Linked DNA regions of Mus musculus: region 2 is linked to region 1. The links are chromatin contacts, called in public HiChIP or PLAC-seq maps. All regions are on one chromosome and are shown on one strand. The core of a region is the stretch at or near the end of the contact, and the rest is flanking DNA. Distances in the headings are between cores, read along the strand shown. Region 1 overlaps Mcu (mitochondrial calcium uniporter). Region 2 overlaps Micu1 (mitochondrial calcium uptake 1).

Region 1 (6,602 bases), core at 3,556-6,055:
GCACTGGGCAGAGCTACACTGGAGGCTGCTGAGCATCAGCACTGGGCAGAACTACACTGGAGGCTTGCTGAGCATCAGCACTGGGCAGAGCTACACTGGGGGCTGCTGAGCATCAGCACTGGGCAGAGCTACACTGGAGGCTGCTGAGCATCAGCACTGGGCAGAGCTACACTGGAGGCTTGCTGAGCATCAGCACTGGGCAGAGCTACACTGGAGGCTGCTGAGCATCAGCACTGGGCAGAGCTACACTGGAGGCTGCTGAGCATCAATGCTGGGCAGAGCTACACTGGAGGCTGCTGAGCATCAGCACTGGGCAGAGCTACACTGGCGCTGGAGATGAATGGAAAAACCAGAAATACTGAAGCACACATTTTATGTATGTGTGTATAAAAATTGGCCATTAAAATGTTACCTTGAAGGCTGGGCGGTGGTGGCACACGCCTTTAATCCCAGCACTCGGGAGGCAGAGGTAGACGGATTTCTGAGTTTGAGGACAACCTGGTCTACAAAGTGAGTTCCAGTACATCCAGGGTTACACAGAGAAACCCTCTCGAGAAAAAACCATAAAACAACAACAACAACAAAACAAACAAAACAAAATGTTACCTTGACTACTGGCTGTTTTGGTGCCCTTTTAAAATGGGTACCAAGTTGAGCGCCTTGCTTTTTCCCCCCACAGCTAACTAAGTATATGCATGTCAGAAGTTCCTAAGGATTATAGATGGCCATAGGACTCAGAACATTTTGACTCTCTAGTGGCGAGAGAACGCTATGCATTCAGCTGGAATCTGGGTTCACATCTTGAGATCCCATCTTTTTTCATGTTAGTGATGTCTGGCAGACCTGCCTTTTGCTGGTTCCACTCAGCCATGGGATCACAGAGATAATCAATCAATAATCTATCATATGCTATATGGGTTGCTAATGGGGTTTGTGTGTTTTTTTGACATTATGTTTTACATATGTGCATTTAATTATGTCTAAACAATACCCTGCTGTGTGTTGTATAAGAGTTTATTGGCAGGCTTTGTGTGAGATGATTTTGTTCAGTCATATCTGATGTGTTTAAGTTCTGTATATGCTGAAGGTAACCATAGACATACTTTTTGTAAGTTGGGTCTATCAAATACAGTTTGTATTAACAACTCCAGTGCACTTACTAACCCCATTGGAAGCCAAGGAACATCGTAAAGATTCCCTTCACATTAGTTTAGTGTATAAGAGTCCTATGTCCCTGCCATGATAGACTGTGTTCCTCTGGAACTGTAGGCCAACAGAAATCCTTCAGCAAGGAAACCAAAAGGCTGGTGAGTTGGCTTAGTGGGTTAGTGGGTAAAGGTGCCTGCCGCCAAGCCTGAGTGAGGACCAGAGTTCTGTTTGAGGGACTGGTGCAAGGTACTTGGCCACATGCTGAACCTTGAGAGTGTGTTATTTACTGAAATCCCTGTTTCTAGTTGTGTTGCTTTGCCCAAGGCACACCTTTAACCCAAGAGCTTTCTGTAAACAAGATTAAATAAAGTCAACCATAGGTCAGGAGGCAGAGCAAGCAACCAGCCACACAGGCGGAACACAAGTGGAAAGGCGGATGTGGGGCTGGAGGGTATTTAAGACAGCATGAAGGAGAAAGCGCATGGAGCAGGAAGGTCAGCTGGGTGCTTCTTCCGCCTCTCGGAGCTGGCAGGCTTTCACCCCAGTGTCTGGCTCCTCCGTCTTCCTTTAGTAAATAGAGTGTTTGGGATTTTGTTTTAAAAACAACAAGTTACTTTCGTGGTAGAGGAAAAGAACTGATTCTCAAGGATTGTCTTTTACAAGTGTGCAAAGGTAAATACACACACACACACACACACGTAAAATAAAAAAAAAATATTTAAAGAGAAGAAATGAATCAGGAAGGAGGTTATGGTTGGGACAGTCAGGTAAGTCAAGCACTGAGTGGAATTCAAGCGCTGGAGGCATGCAGAGCCAGGCTCTAATGAGCTCTCAGCCAGAACAATCCCACTGTGCAGAGTGGGAAGACAGTTTGGTGTCTGTCCCTCCAGGCTACTCATGGAAAAACTAAGTTCCTCCCAAAGGTCTTCCCGAATTAACAACGCCTTATTAAAGCAGCTTTCACCTCTCTTTGGTGGCCGTACGTGGTATGTTAAGTCATTAATGACAAGCTTAAAGTCATCGAGGAGCAGGAGGTCTATCCCCGTGGAGGCAGCGACTCGAACGCCATCTGTGAACAATTTAAATATAACGTGTCACAGGCCCATCATTATTTAAGAACGACCAGAAAAAAAACCCATAACAACATAAATCCCCAAATCTCAAATAGCTTTAAAGTGCTCTCCTGTCTCTGTTAACTCGGCCTCACCTCAGGCCTCACCTCAGGCTGGGCAGAGGTTAGGTGTATATCTGATGCTCTTTGTGTTTAGGCCAAATTGGATGCTTTAACAGTCGCTTTCCCTGTAGCTGTGGCAACAAGTGGGGTAACTGCTGGTCACAGACAGACCTACAGGGCTCAGCTGGAATCTGGACTCACCTGCAGGGCAGTGCGGTGCGGGCCTTTACCTTGGAAGCTGGAGAATAGCCTACATGGCTCTCAATCTCATGGTACTTGGCAGCCCAGCCATGGGGAAGCTGCTAATTAATTCAGCAGGGGAGGTTGAGATGGGGAGCAAAGGGCAGCAAATGGCTCTACCAAGGATGCTCTACCAAGGACGGAACTAGATAAGTCTGGAGTGCTTAAAGCACACCGTTAAAAGGCAAAGGACAGAAGTCGGCAGCTGTCCTGGCTGGTGACCCCAACGGAAGGGTAAATGGGTACTTGCTAGTCTCAATCTTGCTGTAGGTTTGAAAGACTTTTCTAAGTCAAAGCGAAAACAATTTTTTTTTTGGCACTTAAATAAACAGATGTTACATCAAATGAGAGGTTTTAGTGTCTTATTGTATACTCTCAAATCACAGACTCTATTTTGGTAAACATTTGACTGCTCAATTGCTGGAGAAACATATTCCACACCTACGGTAATGATAAGAGACCTCAAGGACGGGAAATGTGATTGCCTGTCTGTCCTTGTGGTGACATTCGATGTGAGCTGCTTTGGAATGAGACTCCCTGTGGGCACACATCTGCTGACAAGAACAGTCCGAGGACCACTGGGAGGGAAAAGGCTTTGTCTTCCATGCTTGCAAACCAAAACTCACAAGCCTTCTAACTAACAGGACAATATTCCTTTGTACCGAGCTGCTTGGGGTTGGGCCTGAGGAGGAGGTGAGAATTGAAAGTGAGCATGACCTTACCTGGTGAGTAGATGGCGACCCGGTCGATTCCCCGATCCTCCTCTTGCAGTTGTCGTAAAAACACGCCGACTGAGTCAGAGATAGGCTTGAGTGTGAATTGGCAGCGCTCGCGTCGAGAGGGTAGCCTCACAGATATCACCGGTAATCCATTTTGGTAAACCACCGTCACGTCTGAGCGAAAAGACCCACAAACATACGATGGTTCGGTTATATTATCAGTTAAAGTCTCGTCATCATTTTTCCTGCCCATGGTGGGAACACACACTACCATTAGTGTGACTTAAAAGGTTTTTAAGGAAGGTTTAGGAATAAGAACTTTTAGAGTTAATCTGGGAACAGGCTCATTCAAGATCAATCAGAGCAGTGGACTAATTTTTTCAGATATGGCTGTCTTTGAGTAGGCCAGAGAGAGGCTTTTGTGGACTACAACACAGGGGGTCTTGGTATGGCTGAGTCAAGTCCTGGTCCTATCTGGAAAAAAAAGATGTGAAGCCCAAGAAGTTATACAGTTCCCAAAGATCCTGAGCCAAGACCCAATCCCAGTTTTTACTCCAAAGCCTTTCCCTCTCATGCCGGCACCAACTTTAAGTAAGTGTTTAGCTGCTAATGTGAGGTTTGGGGCTGAAAATATCGCTTTAAGAATGTATCTGAAAATTATTCTTAGAAAAGGTTTTCTGAGATTCATTTTACTAAGGCTCTGTGCATCAACACTGCCAAAGAAAGAGAAGGAGAAATAAGGGATGCTGCTCATACATAGAGAGTGGGCTCCTAACTCTCAGAATGTCCTTAGGAAGAAAGGAGACAAATCTCTCTACACAGCGCACTGCCTGACCACGGATTGCTAACGAGCTCACTCGCTTTATCAATCAAAAGGCTCCTCTGTGGTTCTCAGTAGCATCACACCCATCATCAGGAGAAACTGTTGCGACTTCCCAGAGCTGTGACCCACACCCATTCCTCCTTCCTCATCTGTCTCAAAAACAAACCCCCAACAATTCTTATTTTCAATAGACATTCTCAAGACCATCCCCACGCTTCCTGCAGACTCCCTCAGCCTCGCCCCTGCAAATTCCTAGGCACTTTGGGTCTGCTTTCTAGAGCTACTCTACCTGATTTTGTGGTATCACAAACTGTTACTGGTGCTCTATGGCTGGCAACTCTTTGCATACGGTGGCTTTCCCTTGGCATGGCTATGAGACACATCCATGCTATATGCCGGCGACGGTAGTTCATTTGTTTGTATCACTGAGCAGAATTTTTAAAAATTCTAGGTTAACATGCAAAGTAACAGGTCCACCCCCAGTGTCTTCATCCTCCCGGGTCCTATTCTGATGCACAGAGCCACTGAGATTGCTCTTCACGTCCGTTAACAGACTGCGGGTTATTTTTGTCTTTAGTGATTATCAATGAAGCCTCTACGACGACTGGAATGCTCTTGTGGCATAGTTAACATCCATCTGTGGCAGATTCAGCCACCAGCAAATCGGTATTTGGAAAATCTTTGTGCCTCTACTGAACAGAGAGCACATTATTCTCTCAATACTATAGTGACCATTCACAAAGCATTCGTGCTTCATTCAGTGCTCCCTTCTGTCCGAAGAACCATCTTAAACGTCACTGTGGCGCAAATGCACTGCCAATGAGTTCTCTCCATTTTTGTATGTCTGAGAAAGTCACTGCACCTTGATTTTTTGAGAGAGATTTTTAGTATGTAAGAGAAAATCTATCTGACAGATTTTTCCCCCATTTTGGCATTCTTGGAAGAATTAACTTCATCATCTTGCCTTAATGGAATAAGGAGTTTAGGCTTATCGTATCTTTCTTCTATGTGCGACCCATCTGTATTCCTCACGTGCTCTTCATGGCCTCTGGTCAGCATGGCTTCCAATGGTTTGGTTGTGATGTCACTTGTTTTCCTTTGTGATTATTCTACTTGGAAACGGATGCATGTCTTAGATCTGTGCACTCATAGCAGTCACCAAATTTGGAGAAAATCTGACCATTATTTAATTTTCTGTCTTCTACCCCTCCCTGAAAGCCCTAACTATATTTCCGTTCAATCACAGGGTGCTGGCTCCACACCTGCTGAGCCTTCTTCCTATATTTCCTGTCCTTCCCTGGGTCAGCTTCAGCACTATTTACTCCCTTGTTACAGATGTTTCCTTCCACATCATCTATCTCGTTAATTCCTTCTGTATGGTTTTTATTTTAATTAATTAATTTTTGGTTTTTTGAGACAGGGCTTCTCTGTGTAGCCCTGGCTATCCTGGAACTCACTCTGTAGACCAGGTTGGACTTGAACTCAGAGATCTGCCTGCCTCCACCTCCCCAGTGTGCCACCACTGCCCAGCTCTGTAGGTTTTTAAATTTCAGATATTAAAAAAAAACCTCCAGAAAATTAATTTGTCTTTTCTTACAGTCTCACCCCTGTTTCCATGTTAACACATTTGCTGACTTCTTCATCATCTCTGTCATTTCTGGGTCTCTGTAGGCTGAGTTGGGGGATGGCCTCCTGACACTCCACGGCTAGGTAATTTTAGTCACTGCTTATATATCCTTAATTTTGTATTGCTGAGCACTGTACAACTCTTTCATGACAGAAGTAGAGAATTCTTTATTGTGGGGCTACTTCCTAGGTGACTTTTCTGGAAATCTCTTTGGAGTGTCTACATATGTAAGTATTCTGGCTGGATAAAATGATATGGACCCTGAGATTTGTTCATTTTTATGTTTTCTGGTAAAAATAACTTCTGAGAAAGTTTTTCTAGTCTCTGTACAAGAGCAGTAGACTTTAGCCAGGCTCACAGGAACACGATTTCCTCTCAGCCCCCTCCTTAGGACCATTGTCCCACAATCGCAGCTGATGAGCCATCCACCTCAAGGATGGCTGCCTACCCTGGTATGTTCCTTATTTAAGCAGACAACCTGGTAACTCTGGCTGTTCACAGCCCTGGCTCGGGAACACTATCACACAAGCCCGGGAGCCTTGCCAGCAGGGCCTGTTCAGTTCCCTGGTCCATTCTTCACTTCAGCTGGCCAATCTGGACCTGGCTGTTTCTTCTCATTGTGCTAGAGTCTAGAAGCTGTCTCCTGCCTAGAGGCTGAGAGGCTGGGAGGCTGGGAGGAGTCTGGGAAGCTGCCTGCAGCCATTTGCTTCCCGTTAGCTGGGATTGCAGGACTATGCTGCTTGATGTCCAGATTTCTGAAAATTGTTGCCAGAGACGCATTGTGTGTTCGCAGCAGGGCAGACATCACCATTAGAGTTCATAGTTCACAGACACAGATACATGACTTGAGATTTGACATAGAAAGTAAAA
Region 2 (6,938 bases), core at 2,404-4,903, 380 kb after region 1:
TGGAGCCCCTGCTCAGATCTTTTTGTGCAGTTTTGGTTGGTTTTTTAGATTTATTTTTATTTTATGTGATCTGAGTAGTTTGCTTTTGTGTATGTCCTGCATGTGTGTCTACACATGACATGCATGTCTGGTGCCTGCAGAGGTTGGGGGTTCCCTGGAACTGGAGCTACAGACTGTTGTGATCTGCGGTCTGCCATGTGGGGTTCTGGGTTTCGAACTTGGGTCCTAGAACTAGATCCTCTGGAAGAGCAACCAGTACTCTTAACCATTGAGCCACCTCTGCAGCCCCTCTGCTCAGACCTTAAGGGGGCTTGCAATCAAGGTTTTCAGTTGTTAGCAGAATCCTGTTCATTTCTATGTGGGACTGAGTCATCTTTCTCCTGCTGGCTATTGATTCTCCATGGGCCACAGCAAGTCCAGCCATGTAACAGTTCTCGGTCCAGCCATGTAACAGTTCTCGGTCCAGCCACTCCCTTCTTCTAAAATTGCTACAGTAGATTCCTGTAGAAAGAGGTCAGGAGAGTGACCTGCCTATCACCATTGCCATGTAAACTAACCTAACAGCAGGTGTGTTATGTCATATTCAGAGGCCTGCCTCCATTAAACAAGATGGAGATGCTGGGGTAACTCAGCAGTCTGTGTGCCACACCAACCAGTAATTCCAGATATAGCCCTGGCTGTCCTGGAACTCACTCTGTAGACAAGGCTGGCCTCGACCTCAGAAATCCACCTGCCTCTGCCTCCCAAGTGCTAGGATTAAAGATGTGCGTCACCACTGCCCAGCTAGTTTTATCCTTTTTTTAGACTTTAAAAGATATGGGTATGGGGCACATATAAGGAAAGGGAGGTAGGTGAGAGAGAGAGAGAGTGCGTGTGTGTGTGTGTGTGTGTGTGTGTGCGTGCGTGCGTGCGTGCGTGTGTGTGTGTGTGTGTGTGTGTGTGTGTGTAAGCCCACAGAAGTCAAAAGACGGCATCCGGTCCCTTGGTACTGAACCTGGGTCCTCTGGGGAGCAGTACACACTCCTAACTGCTGAGCCAGCTCCCCAGCCCCTCGTTTCTTCTTTGTAGGCTCCTTGAGATATGGACATTGTAACTGACTGACGCTATTAGATCATTAAAAAGGAAAAGGAAACAACTTGGCTGTCATAAAGTTTTAGGAGTGGAAGGGAGTTTAGAAATCGTTTTGATTAAACTCCTACTTTATTGTTCCTAACAGTAAAGTCATTCACTATGGAGGAAAATGACTTGCCCAGATCACAGCTAGTGTGGTACAAACCAGGGCAGAAACTGAGGGTCAGAGCTTCACACCTGTGTTGTCAGTAATGATGGTGATCAGAGTGAGCTGGGATATTAGAAAAGAGACTCCAGGCTGGGCGGTGGTGGTGCACGCCTTTAATCCCAGCACTCAGGAGGCTGAGGCAGACGGATCTCTGAGGCCAGCCTGATCTACAGAGTGAGTTCCAGGACAGCCAGAACTATGCAGAGAAGTCCTGTCTCGGAAAACCATAAAAAGGAAAGTGAGAAGGAAGGGAAAGAAGAAGGGAAAGAGATGCCAGGCTGGAGAAACTGCTCCTCTCTCCCGGCACTGGTGTGGGCGCTCACAAGCATCTGTAGCTCTAGTTCCAGGGAATCTGACGCCCTCTTCTGGCCTCCTTAGGCCCAGGCATGTACACAATAGGCACATATGCAGAGAAAACACCCACACACCTATAATAATGCAAGATTTTTAGTTGTTTTAAAAGATGTTCAACACTTTTAAGTGACAACAGAAAGAGAAGAAAATTCAAAGCAAGGCTCCTGCAGACAGCCTAGGCGGACCGTGGAGGTAGGAGTGTTACAGACATGTAGTGGGAGGGGATTAGAACTTAAAGGAGCTTCAGTTGATAAACTCTGGCAGCTCGTGAAAAGCAGGCAGGCAGTCCCCTGCCCCCTGCTCATCCCTGTATGTTGTAAAAACCTTGTTCTATGAAGGAAATGCTGACCAGGATCCCACTGTCTTAAGACAAAGTCATTAATTTTTAAAGTAAAATTACTCACAGTGTAGGCAAGGAAGCTCAAAATCCAAAATAAATGTTTGCTTCATGAGGGATTTTCCATGCAAAGACCTGATTTATTTTCTCAAATTTAAAGTCACTCAGCATTCTAAAGATTGACCCTGCCTTGACCACATCACTGTGCATATATGATGGGTTTGTAAAACTCATAGGCACCCTGAGGAGGAGAGATGCCTTAGAGAATCGTGACTACTGGTTGGAGACTGGGAGGAGCGTAAGCTGCCAGCACTCAAGTCAGCCGACATTATAGTCCACTGAGGAACAGACCAGAAAAGAAAGGTGACAAGAAGTATGGGTCAACATGATGGCGCAGCAGATGAGGGCACTTGCTGTTAAGCCCGATGACATGAGTTCGATCCCCACCACCCACACAGTAGAAAAGAGAGAAGCAATTCCTACAAGTTGTCCTTCAGCCTCTGTACACACACACACACACACACACACACACACACACATACACACACACTAAATACATGCTTTTTAAAAAATCTTTTAGGTACTGGAGACATGGCTCAGCAATAAAGAGATTGTAAAAATCTTGCAGGGGACCTGGGTTTGATTCCCAGAACCCAAAATTAAGAGGCTCACTACTGCCTGAAACTCCAGCTCCAAAGCTATCTGATGCCTTTGGCCTCTGAAGGCATGTGCACACACACACACACCCTATCTGCTTCCTGGAGACCAAGGTTTACTACCGTGAGCAGCCTATGAAAATAAGCGAGAGTCTTCCAGGTAATTTCGACACACTGAATTATAACGTGTCTATAGCCATCGGTGTTAGCCTTCACTGGAGCAAGCATCACAGTCCATCAAGAGTACAGTGTTATACAGAAGGAGCCCCCCTGCAGATAGAGGGTAGAAGAGAGCAGGAGCAAAACACAGGATACGGCCATCTCCAGGATGCTACAGCCGTCCTGTCCTGGGAGGCTCACTCTGCAGCTGCTCCGGGATGCTGTTTGTGCTCTGGGATGGAAATATTTTTCAGCCGAGGTGCTGAATGAGCCTTTTCAGGGAAAGAGGGAAAGAAGAAGAAGAAGAAGAGAGTCTTTTATGTGCATGTGTCTGAGAGAGATACTGCTGGTGGCCTCTCAGCGGTAAAGGCACCACTGCCCACAGCTGAGAGCAAGACTCCGCTCCTACACCGTCAGAATTTTGAAATAAGTGAAGAAGGCATTACCTAACCAGAAATAATTTCCTAACCAGGCTTAGTGGCTCACAACTCTAACACCAGGGTCCCGAAGGCTGAGGCAAGCCAGACAGTGTAGGCCTTTAATCTCAGCACTAGGGGAGGTAGCAGCCAGTGGATCTCTGGGAGTTCAGGACAGCCTGGACTACAGAGTGAGTTCCAGGACAGCTAGAGCTATGCAGAAAAAAGTCTCAAAGAAGGAAAAAAAGAAAAGAAAAGAAGTCTGAGGCAGGCGGATCCAGGAAGCTGAATTTGAGGTTACCCTGGCAAGACCCTGGTCTGGTCTCAGTGTGTGACTGGCCTCTGATGAAATCCCTCCTGGTATGCCTGTCCCTCTGCACCATAGTTCCAGATCTGAGTGAGGCCTCTGCACTCTCCTGCTGTCCATACTGACATCACTGACCTCCCCATCCCTGCCCCTCACCACCCCACGTCCCACGCTCTCACAAACCACACAAACCGGAAGCAGTCTCCTCCCAGACACAGAGCGCTTGTGTGGCTCAGCACACCAGGTATTTCTTCTCCTTAGCAGTGTCCGGGCTGGCCCCTTCTACTCTGGAACTGTCTCTGGTATGTCTGTCCCGTAGCCTTTCACCTGAAAACATTAACTGCCTAGCCAGGCAGGGTAGGACATGCCTATGGTCACAGGAGCCCAGCAGTCTGAGATCGCCCAACAACACATCTTTAAAAAATAAAATAAAATAAAATAAACTCCTTCCATTTTTAGACACGATGTGATAGGATTTTCAGTAAAGCTAAGCACAGCACTGTACAATGCAATAAACCTTACAACTAAGTCAGCCCGAGCCAGTTTAAGCAAAGAGCCCACTGTGGCTCATCTGAGCTGCGCTTGGTTTTGGTAGGTAGCACTTAGTGTCAGCTAGCGGGTGGGGCCGACTGTGTCACCTCGGACAGGCAGGCCGCCTGATCACACAGAGGTTGTCAGCAGCCTGTACCATGCAGAGCCAGTACCACACAGAGCAGGCGTTGTCCTCTTACTGTGAAGGCGCTGGCTGTGTTGCTCTTAGTTCTCCTGAATCTTAGTTCTTTCCCCACCAGTCACCCCAAAACTGTGTCAGAATGTGTGTGTGTGTGTCTGTGTGTGTGTGTGTGTGTGTGTTCCAGCTGCCAGGGTGGCTTAGAAGTTACAAAACAGAAAAAAGACACATTCAAGAAAGGACCCCCATCTTCCCCTCACTCCCCCCTCCCCCCACCCCCTCCTGTGTAGAAGCAAGCCTTCCCAGGGCTGAAGTATCGTCCCCTCCCCCCACCTCACCTTGGCAAGCACAAGCCAGCTTTTTAATTTTCTCCCCTGCAGTCCAGTAGGGCATGACTGACTAATCACATGACAGACCAGCTCAGGACATCACCGTAACCCGCAGGGTCACCTTTCCACACACCTTCACAGGGGGAAGAGACAAGCAGCTCTAACTGGGTCGCATGGAGAACAGCGCCCGCCCCTCACCCTGGGCCACCTCTGTGACTTGTGCTTTTCATGAGGTTGTTGTCCTCCTACACATTTTTAGTTGTCACTTCAGTTGTCAACGTGTGTTCCAAGGGCACAACGTGTGACCCTCACTGCAGAACACAGTCAGATCCGTGGTCTATTGGGTACCGCCAACCCCCAGTCCTGGCTGTCACCCCTCCCTGACACAAGGCACTGAGGGTGCCCTAACTTGGCTTTTCTTTTATCTGGACTCTGTCCCTTTAGGATGACAGAGGTGGAAAGGAACTGGTACCATCCAGGTGAGAGGCCAAATGTGTATAGGGAAAGAACAGTGGAATATGTAGGCTCTGCAGCCACTAGCTTTGTGACCCTGGCAAGTCACTTAAGTCCCTGGGTCTCTCATTGTCTCTGTGTCTTCTGGCTCTAAGAGCCTGTGGTTTTATGTGGACCTGTGAATTTTATCATTCTGAGTGGCCTGAGTGCATGGTAAATTTTATGTAACCTAATTTCTGACGTATTATTTTATCACAGAAACTTAGCATGAGTCTTTCCACTGTTGAGGTGACCAGTCATGGACCACACCAGATGCACCTGGAACAGTTCAGACGCTGCCCAGACTTGTCAGAACAAAGGGCAGCAGATTTTGAGTGGCAGGATTTTGCCGAATCTCCCCCATCCCAACCTTAAGTGGATGTAGGTCCCTGGGAAGATGAGTAGAAAGGTCACCTGTGATCCTTGAGAACCTAAGCTGTCTCTTTCCTGGGACCCTCAATTCCAGCACTCAGGAGGCAGAGGCAGAAGGGTCTCTGTGAGCTCAGGCCAGCTGGGGCTTTACAATGAAACCCTGTTGTAGTGGCTATTCCTGGTTGTCAACTTGACAATATTTGGAATGAACTACAATTCGGAATTGGAAGGCTCACCAGTGACCCTTATCTGGAGGCTTGGAGATCCTTATCTGGATCTTGGTTTGAAGATCTTGAGCCATAGTGGCTATGGATTCCAGAAGATTGAATCTCCGAGTTAAGGAACACACCTTTAATCTGGGCTATGCCTTTCATCTGGGATTAAAGGTGTGGTGGAACACACCTTTAATCTGGGCTACACCTTTTGCTGGAGACAATATAAGGACATTGGAAGAAGGGAGTCTAGCTCTTGCTCTTGCTCTTGCTCCTTTGCCTGCTTGCTGCGTGAGACTGAGTAACTGCTAGATCCTTGGACTTCCATTCACAGCTGCGACTGAACAATTGTTGGGAATTCGGCTGCCGACTGTAAGTCATCAATAAATTCCTTTACTATTTAGAGATTATCCATAAGTTCTGTGACTCTAGAGAACCCTGACTAATACAGAAGTTGGTACCAGGAGTGGTTCTAGAGTAACAGAAGTACAAGGATGAATCTTTTAAAATACTGGAATTGGCTTGTTGATCCACCAGCACTTTCAAATATTGAAACCTCTCCAGATTCTCTCCCTCCTGGGAGCTCAGAGAATTTTGAAGACCCATGGTTGAAACTATATTCCGAACTTAAAGAAGCTAATGCCCTTGATTTTCTTAATGAATTAGGTGATTCAGTGCACAAAGCTTTCTACAAGATGGGGAAAAAATCGAAAAATGATTTTACTGGCTGGCTGCTCTTAGTATCTGTGGAAAAAATGATGAATGAAAGGAAGGAGTTGTGTGATAAAATCGAAAGGCTCCAGACACAAGTAAACGATCTAAAAGTTGCTAAGTGTGTCCTTGAGGAGAATCTTCTCTCTTGTAGCAATAGAGCTCAAGTTGCAGAAAATCAAACAGAAACTCTCATTGTAAGGTTGGCTGAACTACAGAGAAAATTCAAGTCTCAGCCTCAGAGTGTGTCGACAGTTAAAGTAAGGGCTCTAATTGGCAAAGAATGGGATCCTACAACATGGGACGGGGATGTGTGGGAAGACCATGTTGAAGCTGAGAATTTTGAATCCTCAGATTCTCAAGGGTTTGCCCCACCTGAGGAAGTAGTACCCTCAGCCCCACCTCTTGAAATAATGCCTTCCCCACATGAGGAAATTAATTTTGCAGAGTCTGCTCACGGCCCACCAATAGTTTCTTCTAGACCTGTAACCAGACTCAAAGCAAAACAGGCTCCTAGAGGGGAGGTAGAAAGTATAGTCCATGAGGAAATTCGCTACACTACTAAGGAGCTTAATGAGTTTGCTAATTCATTCAAGCAGAAACCTGGTGAATATGTGTGGGAATGGATTTTAAGGGTGTGGGAT

The links. HiChIP or PLAC-seq counts read pairs in DNA pulled down with a chosen protein or histone mark.
Region 2: an H3K27ac HiChIP or PLAC-seq map of oligodendrocyte precursor cells shows a contact between it and region 1, with 6 times the contacts expected there. The contact joins two enhancer-like sites. A contact is called at or near these places in 8 of 484 Hi-C or Micro-C datasets (CD4 T cells, LSK cells, bone marrow-derived macrophages and 5 more) and 3 of 115 datasets of contacts at active chromatin or transcription factors (double positive thymocytes, embryonic stem cells and oligodendrocyte precursor cells).

What each region holds. Positions count from the first base shown.
Region 1 is chr10:59,464,341-59,470,942 of GRCm38.p6, forward strand. Mcu (mitochondrial calcium uniporter) reads right to left here. Exons shown (of 8, transcript NM_001033259.4): 3 at 3,286-3,456; 4 at 2,114-2,218. Among named protein-coding and RNA genes, the nearest start is that of Oit3, 26 kb to the left of the region's middle. Within about 2 kb of position 4,806, at least 16 of the 459 cell types and tissues checked have an H3K27ac peak or open chromatin away from gene starts, as enhancers often do. A contact at or near this core is called in oligodendrocyte precursor cells, where this site is marked.
Region 2 is chr10:59,844,983-59,851,920 of GRCm38.p6, forward strand. All of the region lies in intron 10 of Micu1 (mitochondrial calcium uptake 1), which reads left to right. Among named protein-coding and RNA genes, the nearest start is that of Gm23803, 31 kb to the left of the region's middle. Within about 2 kb of position 3,654, at least 40 of the 459 cell types and tissues checked have an H3K27ac peak or open chromatin away from gene starts, as enhancers often do. A contact at or near this core is called in oligodendrocyte precursor cells, where this site is marked.